2 separate regions of the Hordeum vulgare genome follow, and region 2 is linked to region 1. A link is a contact called in public Hi-C data. All regions are on one chromosome and are shown on one strand. The core of a region is the stretch at or near the end of the contact, and the rest is flanking DNA. Distances in the headings are between cores, read along the strand shown. Region 1 holds the start of LOC123449043 (probable mannose-1-phosphate guanylyltransferase 1). Region 2 holds the start of LOC123449047 (serine/threonine-protein kinase ATG1c-like).

The links. Hi-C and Micro-C count contacts between places; a contact is called where the count stands out from the background.
Region 2: a Hi-C map of leaf shows a contact between it and region 1, with 6 times the contacts expected there. The contact joins the promoter of LOC123449047 here to the promoter of LOC123449043 in region 1. A contact is called at or near these places in 5 of 6 Hi-C or Micro-C datasets (leaf, seedling and an unstated tissue) and 1 of 1 datasets of contacts at active chromatin or transcription factors (embryo).

The regions. Positions count from the first base shown.
Region 1 is chr4H:481,968,158-481,974,302 of MorexV3_pseudomolecules_assembly, forward strand. It overlaps LOC123449043 (probable mannose-1-phosphate guanylyltransferase 1), which reads left to right and starts at 3,065. Exons shown (of 5, transcript XM_045126112.1): 1 at 3,065-3,347; 2 at 4,374-4,524; 3 at 5,057-5,119; 4 at 5,210-5,449; 5 at 5,570-6,145. The coding sequence starts at 4,414.
Region 2 is chr4H:482,249,264-482,255,153 of MorexV3_pseudomolecules_assembly, forward strand. It overlaps LOC123449047 (serine/threonine-protein kinase ATG1c-like), which reads left to right and starts at 1,791. Exons shown (of 13, transcript XM_045126117.1): 1 at 1,791-2,347; 2 at 2,714-2,831; 3 at 2,915-2,973; 4 at 3,121-3,185; 5 at 4,802-4,895; 6 at 4,994-5,074; 7 at 5,169-5,274. The coding sequence starts at 2,096. LOC123449044 (digalactosyldiacylglycerol synthase 2, chloroplastic-like) reads left to right here. Exons shown (of 5, transcript XM_045126114.1): 4 at 1-290; 5 at 468-1,393. The coding sequence ends at 963.

The sequences.
Region 1 (6,145 bases), core at 1,815-4,314:
TCTCCAATTTCCATGAGCATTGTTGTGTCGGTGGGAGTCGGTTCTCTCAAGTACTTCGCACAAACACTTTCATCACCACAGTAGCAATGTTGACCATCGCTTCGAATCATGTGCTTTCAAAAATTTGGCGGTGTTCATCCCACGAATATATGGTCATGCCATAGGCAAGCATCCTCATTGTAACACTACACTTCTGGTAACCAGAGAACCCAATTGGTCCAATGGCATCCTTTTCTAGGATGAAGTAATCACCATAGACTCGAACACCATGGTAGATGTGTCCGAACACTTGTCTCCACATGCAAAAAACAATGACAGAACTAGGGCTCGAATAGCCCATCAGGCAAAGTAGTAGTCGAGCAACATCATATGCTCCCTTGCCATATTTCGATTCAACACTTGATGTCCCTTTGTTGGACCCTTGTAGCTGAGAACATGCTCCTTCGCACGCACCGCATCTGCAAGAACCACTCATCATCATTGTTTCATTATCATATTACTCATCCACATCTGACGAAGACAACTCCATGAAATCGTAGTAGAAGTACTAGTCTGAATCCATCATGTTGCTCGAGAACGTAAAAAAAGTTGGCAATGCCATTTGACCGAACATTTGTCGGGCATAACGTCTGGCATGGAGGACATTGGTAGGGACGCATATGATACCTTGGTTTCAGCGGGATCAAGGATGGAATGCCATGATCCAGGATGGAACAACAATGGAGTACAAGGCGAGAAGGTGCATGGGTGGAGCTGCAGAGGTCCAGCAATGCCTGAGCGGCTGACGAGGTGGTACATTAGGGGTGTCGGTTATTGATAAATGTGAATACATAACACATGGGAAGGAACCAAGTTGAAAAAAGCTTGGGATTTGGTTTTTGGGTGGACCGAGTCCGAGCGTGTCGAAGGTCTACATGGCGAAGGTCTAGACATCGACAAACTTGTGGATGATAATGCGTAGGGTATGGGTGGGTACAACAGACATTTTCCAAAACTCATACCCACAAAAACTTTCTATACCCACTCACTTTTAATACCCGTATGCACGAATTGACACCCATGCCAATACGATTGGTATCATACAGACCTACACCCAATGCGTACGACATATAACACTTACGTTTGAAAAAGTAAAGAAATAAGTCTAAAATTCAAGTGATGATGGGCAAGCAATCTAACACTGACACGACCTCCTCTGATGTGTGGCCTCTTGGAGGTGGCAAGGGAGTACGAGCAATGATTGTGGAAGCCTAACACAATGGGAGGCGGCCGTGGGAACTCAGGATTGCTGGATCGAAATTTGGACAAGAGACTTGCGGCAATGGGTCAATGTTTCATCGTTTTGAGGAGTAACATAGGATCTAAGAGGAGAGCGACTAGTGTTTGCATGCTTATGAACCATGTTCGTGTAGGGAATAAGATGTTTAGGGTTGGCTCATTGGAGTTGGATGTTGACCTCACATGTTATTGGAGCTGTTTTCATTTATTCATTTTTTGGGTATCGATTGGGATATCCATGGACGCAATTTCATATCCATGCTCTCTCCATATATTTTACGGGTACGAATATCCATTATCCATGCGCACAAATTCCGTAAGTTTTGCATACAATCAGTGTCTTCAGTTAAGGTATCCGCATCAATTAAAAACGTATCTAGATGAGTTCACACAAATTTCTTAGCAGACCCACTAAACAATGCGTTTTCAGTTCGCGGAGAACGTGTTTTAAGGATCGGTTTGAGCTGTGGCCGAACAGAACCCTTAAAGTTAAACTATAAAATCAAGCATTCACTTTATATTCTTTTCCACGTCTTTTTCTTTCTCTCGACCATGTCCATGAACAGCGCACGAAACAGTCAAATACGAAACCATCGGCGTTCAAGACAACGCACAAAACTAGCTCGTGTGTGGCCGGATCGCCAGGAGCTCCTTCTTCATCGTAGGTGCTTGAGTTTCCGTCTAGAATCAATCAAAACGGCCAAACACGAAGCAGTGGTCACCGTAGGTGTAGCTAGCTGAATCCATCCACGAGCTAGCTAGATAGCTCGCTTAATCGATTCGAGCGGACGAAGGATCTATCTAGCTAGCTGAATCGATTCGAGTGGACGCGGGCGAGCGCAGCGGCCGGGCGAGCGGCTGGCATCCGGGGACGAGCAGGACGGTGCACAACAGACGTGGACGACGAACGCGGAAGTTTTCGTGCCATTTAGGCTTCCGTCAACTGCTTTCTCTCTATACAGGACATAGTAAAAACGGACGTAAAAATTATGTTTTTGCAAATAGGGAAAAGCTTTTTACTGTCTCCCTTAAAAAATTTACAGGTCAAAGTCGTCTACGGGTTTTATTTGAATCGTTTTCCATCTAAAACTGTAAACCGATGGTTATTTTATAGTTTTGCGAGTTATACGGCGTTGTTAGATTTTCTAAGATGACATTGGATAGGACGGCTATCCGCGTTGGAGTTGCCTTAGGACATGTACAATGCATAGCCTCAAGGTGACGCCCCGCATGATATGTAGGATCGGATGTCAGGAAAAATATGTTCGGATAAGGAAGCGGAATCCTTTCGAGGAGGCGGGTGCTTGAAGAGAAAATGTGTTATCGGATGTAAAAAGCTGAAAAGTTTAGAGTAAAAAGTAGAGATGCATGTGCATTAGAGTTTTTATTTTTTATTTTTTTAATGAGGCATCTTGATGATAGATTGTATTGGAGAAAAAAAAGTCAATATAGATGGCTCAAGCTACCTTTGTCACGGGACATCTATATCCATATCTTATCATCGTACATATCCATTGGAAAGGGTCATCTTAGAGCAACTAACTGTACGAGATGGAACAGAGGGAATAACTGTAGTACTAACAGAAAACTTTGCCCTGTAAAACAGGAAGGTAATAACGCTCGCGCCCACAGGCCATTCACGCGCCGCGGATAAGCTGGCGGCCGGCCGGCCCCGCTGCTGGATCGCGCGTCGGCGGGTGGACAGCAAATCATCATTGCCAAAAGAAACGAACAGAGGAAGCAGATGATGAATCCGAAGAGGGGAAAAAGGTTACCGGGGTTCATTAGGGCGGAAGCCAGGCAGTGTCAAACCGTCAATCCCACGCAGCAGCCGGAGGCAGCGAGGAAGCCACCAGTATAAAACCAGCGCCGCGTCGTTGGCTATCAGCGATCCCGCGACCCAGCCGACGGTTTTCCCTTCCCCCCTCTCTGACCTGTCCCTCCCTCCATCCTCAATTCCCACCGCCCCAATTCTCCTCCTCCTCGGCGCCCGCCGTTGACGAGGCCCCGGAGGAGGACGACTCGGGCGCACCGCTGTCTTCTGCTCGGCCGGCCGCCCTCTTGTCGAGGTACGTACGTGCGCGCGCAGCGCCACGCTGATCGATCTCGTCCCTTGCTCTGTTCTTGGCCGCTACGCGTTTGAATGTTCTATCTATCCACCTACGCCATTAGAGCTGCTCCTCCCTCGGCCTGGCCATGACATCATGGTAGCGAGAGAGGCGGCGGTCTGGTTCCTCGACGCGGCAGGAGGCCAGATCTGCACCCAGCAAACCCCGCGCTGTTCATCAGCACTTCTCGTCTCCCCCTCTGTTTGTTATCTTACGTGCGGGGTTGGTTCGGTGGGTGCTGGAGCTCGACGGTTGCGAGGCCACCACTTTCGTTTCGTCGTCTTTGCTCGTCTCATCTCCATCTTCATCATGGATCCAGTCTGTAAATCATTTTGGCTCCGGAACCAAAAATAGAGGCGTCACGGAGAAGGAGCCAAGGAGGATCAACAGAATAAAGCTCGGTTCTTTTTGTGTTTTGTGCCGGGCTGTTGGCTGGAGATCTAGCGGTATTTGGGTTGGTTTTCCGGTGGAAGCAACACGACAGCAATTCATGCGTCCGGCACACTACATTTTTCAACAGCACGTAGGTTGGTAAGATTGACGGATGGATGGACGGATTTGGCTTAAAGTGGAGCGGCCCCTCCATGCCACCTTCGCCGGCATCTCATCTATTTCTTCGACCTGCATTTTCGCCGTCTTCCTCCTCACCCACTACCGCATAAAGGACCATCCCCTGCTTCCTTAAATCTGAGAAAAATCCCGTCTCCCGAACGAGGCCGCAGATTGTCCCCAGCTTTAGTAGATCAGGTCGTCCTTCTATCTCAATCCTTTCAAATCAATGATGCCTTTTTTTTCCTTTCCTATGTTCTCGTATGTATGTACTATTTTCTTGCTCCTTGAATTGACCGTGCAAATTCCCGCTGCTTTTGCCGATGCAAATATGGTCGCTGTCTTGGGACACATGGCATCTACATACTCCGATCCTCCGTGACCACAGAGTCTGGATCAGATCATCTCATTCGTTTCTTCTTCTGTTGCTTGTTGCAGTTTCACAGAGTGCGGAGGTTGAGTTAGGAGGACTGCGACCATGAAGGCCCTCATTCTTGTGGGAGGATTCGGCACCCGCCTGCGGCCGCTGACGCTCAGCGTGCCCAAACCGCTCGTCGATTTCGCCAACAAGCCCATGATCCTGCACCAGGTCAGCACAAATACTCCATAATTTATTTCTTATTCAACATGCTTCAGTTATTCAGGATGAATAATATTATTACCATGCTACGAGGAGGGGTAATTTTTGGGGAAATTGCAGTGCAGGCAAAATGAAAAGCAGTATTATGTAGTTCAATCATCTTATCATTTGCCTGTCTTGTCACGCCTTGCAAGGTGTCATCAATGCATGATTTGCTAGGTGGATCCACGTGAATAGATTCCTGACTGCAACAGTCATCGACCTGTATGCATCACCATCTGTGTCTCAAATAATTGTGATGGTAGAAACAAAATATATGGATTTTTAAAAGGGGTAACCAATAATTGACCATTTCCCTGTCCTGAGCAAATTAACATCTGTTTTAAGCATCCGTTTTTTTCGCTTTGACTTTAATTGTTCAGTGTATCTTGTGAATTTTATTTCTTGCAATGACTTCCTCACCAGATCGAGGCTCTGAACGATTTGGGAATTGTTCAGTGCATGTTGTGATTAATTTGTTTGGTAATGCTTTTCTCACCAGATCGAGGCTCTGAAAGATGTGGGAGTCACAGAAGTTGTCCTGGCGATCAATTACCAGCCAGAGGTAATTGACATGGCATGCCACGCCTTGGAAAACTGTTGTTTCCTCATAATCCCAGATCTCACAGTTTTGCGTTGGTCAAACAAATTGCAGGTCATGCTCAACTTTCTCAAGGACTTCGAGAGCAAGCTTGGCATCAAGATCACCTGTTCCCAGGAGACAGAGCCAATGGGAACCGCCGGACCGCTGGCCCTGGCCCGCGACAAGCTCGACGACGGATCCGGCGAGCCTTTCTTCGTCCTCAACAGTGACGTGATCAGCGAGTACCCGTTCGCAGAGCTCATCGAGTTCCACAAGTCCCATGGCGGCGAGGCCACGATCATGGTCACCAAGGTACGTGGTGACCAAGGCCTGGTCACGAGTAGAATTAGCCTTGAAGGATGGGTGTCCAACTGTCCATATGATTAGTATGCTGAGAAATGTCGCTAATGGGGGTTATAATAAAATGAAAAGGTGGACGAGCCTTCCAAGTACGGCGTGGTGGTGACGGAGGAGGAGACCGGGAAGGTGGAGCGGTTCGTGGAGAAGCCCAAGGTGTTCGTGGGCAACAAGATCAACGCCGGCATCTACCTGCTGAGCCCGTCGGTGCTGGACCGCATCGAGCTGAAGCCGACGTCCATCGAGAAGGAGGTGTTCCCGCGTATCGCCGCGGACAAGGGCCTGTTCGCCATGGTGCTGCCGGGGTTCTGGATGGACATCGGGCAGCCGAGGGACTACATCACGGGGCTGAGGCTCTACCTGGAGTCCCTGAGGAAGAGGTCACCGGCGAGGCTGGCCTCCGGCGCGCACGTCCTGGGCAACGTGCTGGTCCACGAGACGGCGACGATCGGGGAAGGGTGCCTGATCGGGCCGGACGTGGCCGTCGGCCCCGGGTGCGTGGTGGAGGCCGGGGTGCGGCTGTCGAGGTGCACCGTGATGCGTGGCGCGCGCGTGAAGAAGCACGCGTGCATCTCCGGCAGCATCGTGGGGTGGCACTCGACGGTGGGCAAGTGGGCGCGCGTGGAGAACATGACCATCCTCGGCGAGGAC
Region 2 (5,890 bases), core at 541-3,040, 280 kb after region 1:
GGAGTAAACCCGAAATTTATTGAAATTGGCAAATTAAAGCATCAACAAATATCTCAAAGAGAGCAATCATTCTTCAAGGGTGCATATTATATTGGAAAGATGGTCTGGAGTAAAGGCTACACAGAGCTGCTCCACCTGCTTCAGAAGCACCAAAAGGAATTGTCTGGTCTCAAGATGGAGCTGTATGGCAGTGGAGAAGATTCAGATGAAGTTAAAGCATCAGCTGAGAAACTCAATCTGGACGTTAGAGTCTATCCTGGTCGCGACCATGCAGATTCAATATTTCACGAGTGAGATCCTGTGTTTTCCCTATTCCTTAATTTATCTTTTTTCCTGTGCACCAAAGGGGCCACACAAGCGTTTTGGTAGCTACTAGTGCTAGTTCGAGCTATTCATTTCATGACAAGTGCTTTATGTCATCAATTTATTTCTAATCCAGCTGAGTTATATTCTATTGTTTGTTTCAGCTACAAGGTTTTCATAAACCCAAGCACAACAGATGTAGTGTGCACCACAACTGCAGAAGCCTTGGCGATGGGGAAGATTGTGATCTGCGCAAACCATCCTTCGAACGAGTTTTTCAAAAGATTTCCCAACTGCCACATGTACAGCATGGAGAAAGAGTTTGTGAGGCTAACCATGAAAGCACTGACAGAAGAGCCGATCCCACTGACAGAGGAACTGAGGCATGAGCTTTCCTGGGAGGCGGCGACAGAGAGGTTTGTCAGGGTTGCGGATATCGCACCAGCCACGCCCGCCAAGCAGCACCCTTCCTCGTCGCAGCGTTTCATGTACATCAACCCGGATGAGCTGAAGAAGAACATGGAAGAGGCGTCGGCATTCTTTCACAACACCATCTCCGGGTTTGAAGCCGCCCGCTGCGTGTTTGGCGCGATACCGAACAGCCTGCAGCCCGATGAACAGCAGTGCAAGGAGCTCGGGTGGAGACCCCAGGGGCTATAGCCTTTCCACCTCCATGCCGTTGCCGTCGATCATACGAGTTTACAACTAATTGCAGTTCAGTTGGGGGGCTCAGGGAACTAACTCTGAAACGGAGACATCTGTGCTCTGAAAAGGATTGCCGTTTGACTTTTGACAGGCCCTTGCTTTGCTTTTCCGGTGTGATGAAACTGCAGTTTTCCTTGGTGGCGTCCATCAGGTTCCTCTAATGCATCATATCCGTGTCTGGCGATTGTGAAGTCTAACAGCAGGTGAGGAGTGCTCCTGTAAATTTGCAAAGTTGAAGTCACTTCCTCATGTGGCATGTATGCTCTGTAACATGCGTGACAAGTACTGCCGTGTAAAGCCCGCTTGTGTTCCGCAACAATTCCATGTGCTGCCGCTCTTCGCCCATCTGAAAAAGTCTTGTATGTATATATTGGCATATTGCTTCGTTCTTGTGTGCCACTTGTTAAAACCTGGAGTGTGCTTTTGGTCGGGTGGCCTACGTGCCGACTGCCGAGCAGCAGCAGCGGGAGCGAGCACCAACCAGCAAGCGATGACGTGAGGCGTCGTGTTTCCTTCTGGTAGCAATTGACCCCCGCTCGACGCATCATCCGTCCTATACACATATCTCCGTCCACCTCACACGACGATTCCGACCAAATTCATAGTCAAGACAAACACACGCACTAAAACGCGTCTACACACATCTGATTATATTTTTATACAGTAATAAAACATCTAATAATTCGAAATAGAGGGTTTACTTTTTTTATATATAGAGAAAATAAACAAAATAGTATAGCAGCATGAATACATGATTGATGACGCAGAAGCGGATATATGATATTCCGGCAGCAGGGAGAGGGAGAGGGGAGGGAGGGAGAATCTTGCAAAAGACTGGGGAATCTGGCGAGGGCAGCGGATAGGGATAACCATCGAAACCACGCACGCCGCCGAGTGAACAAGTCCTTCTCATTTTCTTTTTCCTCTTCTCTGCTCCGTCTTCACGTTGTTGTTCCGCAGCAACACCAACGCCTACACGGTTGCTTCCCTTCTCCCCCAGCGCCGGAATCTCGAGTCCCTCCTCTCCTCCCCCAGCGCCGGGCGGGTAAATCGCGACGGCGCCCTAGAGCCCCCGAGCAGGCGGGGGATGGAGGACCGCGGCGGCGGGGGCGGGGGCGGGCGGCGGGTGGGGGAGTACGTGCTGCTGCGCCCGATCGGGTCGGGAGCCTACTCGCAGGTCTGGCTCGGGAAGCACGTCGCGCGGGGCACCGAGGTGGCCGTCAAGGAGATCGCCATGGACCGCCTCAGCGCCAAGCTCCGCGACAGCCTCCTCTCCGAGGTCGACATCCTTCGCCGCATCACGCACCCCAACATCATCGCGCTCCACGACTCCATTAGGGTAGGGTACCTCTCTCTCTCTCTCTCTCTCTCTTGCGCAATTGCTTTCGATCTGTTACTTTTGTTTACTTGTTTATGCCGATGTCTGCTGTGCATTATTAGCCTGATATATGCTAGAATTGGGACCCGCTGATGGCGATCTCTAGTTCGATTTGGTTTGGAATGCTCGCTTGGTAGACAACCCAAGCAAAGGATACGTTGGAACTTGATGTCTCCACCCTCCTCCTAGTCCTATCCACATAGATTCAGGGAAAAAATTGAAGAATTGAGCAAAATTTAATTTTTATCCTCAGTAGTAGATTCCAGAAGAATAACTGTTTTTCCTTATTGACAATGAAGTGATATATGTCGTGTGTATGTCTTTTAGGATGGTGGGAGGATATATCTCATATTGGAGTATTGTCGAGGTGGTGACTTGTACGCATATCTTCTACGGCATAAAAGGGTTCCTGAAACTGTTGCTAAGCATTTCATTCGGCAGCTAGGCAAGTATCTTCCGCCATCTACCGTTCCTTCCCATGCTTGATTCATGTCATGTGCCTTGTTCATAAATCTTTTGTTTCTGCAGCATGTGGTCTGCAGAAACTTCGTGAAAGTAATGTGGTTCATCGGGATCTTAAACCACAGGTCAGTTATCGCTGTCAACTGTTGGTTTACATTTCTCTGTGTATTTCCTGATCAAGAGTCTCACAAAAGAAATGCTATCTCTCAATATAGTTGCTTGATAATTTTATCAAACCATTGAATTATGATTTTTTATGCTTGTCCAAACAGAACATTCTTCTTGTTTCAAATAATGGAACTTCCATCTTAAAGATTGCTGACTTCGGGTTTGCAAAGTGAGTTACTCCTGTTCTGTTTCATTCATTTTTGGAGATAGAACATTAGTTGCTACTTTCCTCACATGACCTTGATTTAGTGAACTGAATCACAAATCCCTGCTTTTAATCTTTGTTCTAGTGGATGTCATGTAACATAGTGTTAGAGCATCACTAGTAGTACCCTCAAACCCTCAAACAAGTTTTAAGGGTTGAGAATTTGCATTTTTTGGCACTTTTAAGGGTTGAAAAACAGGGGCAAAGACTAGAACCCTCAAACCCAACCCTTATAACAAAAACAGGGGCAAAAACAGGAGAGCTCGGGGCGGCGCGGCTGCCTCTGGCCCGTCTCGCCTCTAGCGCGGCGGCGAGGAGAGCTCGAGGAGGCCTGGGGCCGGCCTGCCTCTGGCTGCGGGAGGCGGCGGGCGGATGGGGGGCGGGGCGCGGCAGGCGGCCTGGTGCGGGGGCGGCGGCTGGGGGAGGTCGAGGGGGCGGGGCGCGGCGGCGGCTTGGGGCGGCGGGGGCGGTCGCGCGGCTCGGTCGGAATGGCGGCGGGCGGGTGGCCGGAATGGCGGCGGCGGTTGGGGACGGGGAAAAGTCCCTCCCGCGCGACGATGGAACGGTTTGAGGGCTGGGGTAGTTTTCGCTCCCCAACCCTCACTTCTACAGGTTGGGAGGGAGTTTGAGGGTTGGATCCTCAAATTTTTTTGAGGGTTTGAGGGTTAAGGGGTTCTAGTCTACGCGTTTTTTTGCTCGCAAACTGTAAAAAAGCAATTATTTTTTAAGGATTTGAGGGTTTGAGGGTACTACTAGTGATGCTCTTAGCATGCTACATATCATCAGAATGACATACGGCAACCTTCATTTCTTGCCGCTGCATTTCTTTGTGGGATCCACCAGCTTCTGCTTGTTTTTCACTGTTATTTGATTTTCTTTTCCCGAGCGACTAGCGCTATGTCAACTGATGTGGACCGGAATATTGGAATAGACACCATGCCATGGCCAAACGGGTCTGCTCCTTTCTTAACTGATGTGTATCCTGCACTAATAGGTCAGTGTTCAGTTTCAATTGCAAAATACTCCCTCCGTCTGGAATTACTTGTCGCTCAAATGGATGTATCTAGATACATCCATTTGAGCGACAAGTAATTCCGGACGGAGGGAGTAGCACACTGTCCAGTCCACTCCTTTCCTAACGCTTAATGGACTTGCGTCTTCCATTGGTAGATCCATTTACCTAGTTTAGCAAAAATGTGCAGTATCAGGTTCAAACATTTATGCAGTAACGCCTATAATCTGAATCGATATTGTGCCATTGCTGGAGAAAAAATATCCCACATTTTCTGAGAAAACCGCTGCAATATACAAAGTTTGTCTGCAATAATCTTGACAAAAAGAAAAACAGACCGGCAACCTTTAAAGTTACATCTGCTTCATTTTGAGATAGTTTTTGCAACATTTGAAAATTACTACATGCGTCCATGAACTCGCATATCGGCTTTCGCTACATGCTGCTGATCAAGTGGGTTTAATAATCGGCGAATGAGCTGTCAACTATCAGATAACTTCAGTATGTCAGGCGTATGATACTTTATCTGTTTTAGTTTCACCCATTTTGTATTTGTGTGTGTGAGCAGATTTTTGCAACCTTCTGGTCTAGCTGAAACACTCTGTGGTTCACCCCTTTACATGGCTCCAGAAGTCATGCAAGCTCAGAAGTATGATGCAAAGGTCGGAGCTTTTTCTTCTTCTGTTTCTATGTGGGGCTTTGTGATAGACTGTTACCTGTTCTTGACTTTGTGTTTCTTGCTCAATTTCTGACAGAACAGGCAGATCTTTGGAGCGTTGGTATTATCTTGTATCAACTTGTTACTGGGTCTCCACCTTTTAACGGGGATAGTCAAATCCAGGTTTATGTCATTTTTAACATGATATGATTACTTCAACATTGTTGGAATAGTATGTGCCTACAAGTGCTAATGGAAACTATTGTTACTTCATCAGTTGATGAAAAACATACTGAAGTCAGGTCAGTTACGATTTCCATCTGATTGTGAGTTGAGCCATGATTGCATTGACTTGTGCAGAAAGTTACTGCGAATCAGTTCAGGTACAAATCATTGTCTTTACTTGTATACAAACAATTTATGCCAGGCAGTAGGCACTTCCTCACGTCATTATTTCTTCTACTGCTACTTGTTTCCTTTTCCGGCATAAGTATTGCTACTTGGTGGGGTGAAGTATTCAGAAGTATTACTGTGATCTAACAGACATCTGGTCGAAAATGAATGGTACCATTCAAAAGTAAATTTGGGTGGCATTGTAATTGGTCCTTTTTTCTTCTCTTTGACTTCATTTGCATCCTTCCTGGATTTACTGACTCATTAGGCCTTAACAGTTACCATGCAAAATTAATAAATTGTATCAGAGTATTAATCATTGCTAGATGAAAACTACTCCCTCCGTCCCAAAATAAGTGTCACTTATTTTGGGACGGAGGGAGTATTATAACATATGAGTTGTGAATTAGGCTGTACCAGAGGAAGATAATTGTTTATTAATCCACAATTATTTTTTGCCTGTGCAATTTTAAGTTTTAAAGTCATCACAATGTTACGATATATATTAAGGAGTATTATAACATGTGAGTTGTGAATTAGGCTGTACCAGAGGAAGATAATTGTTTATTAATCCACAATTATTTTTTGCCTGTGCAATTTTAAGTT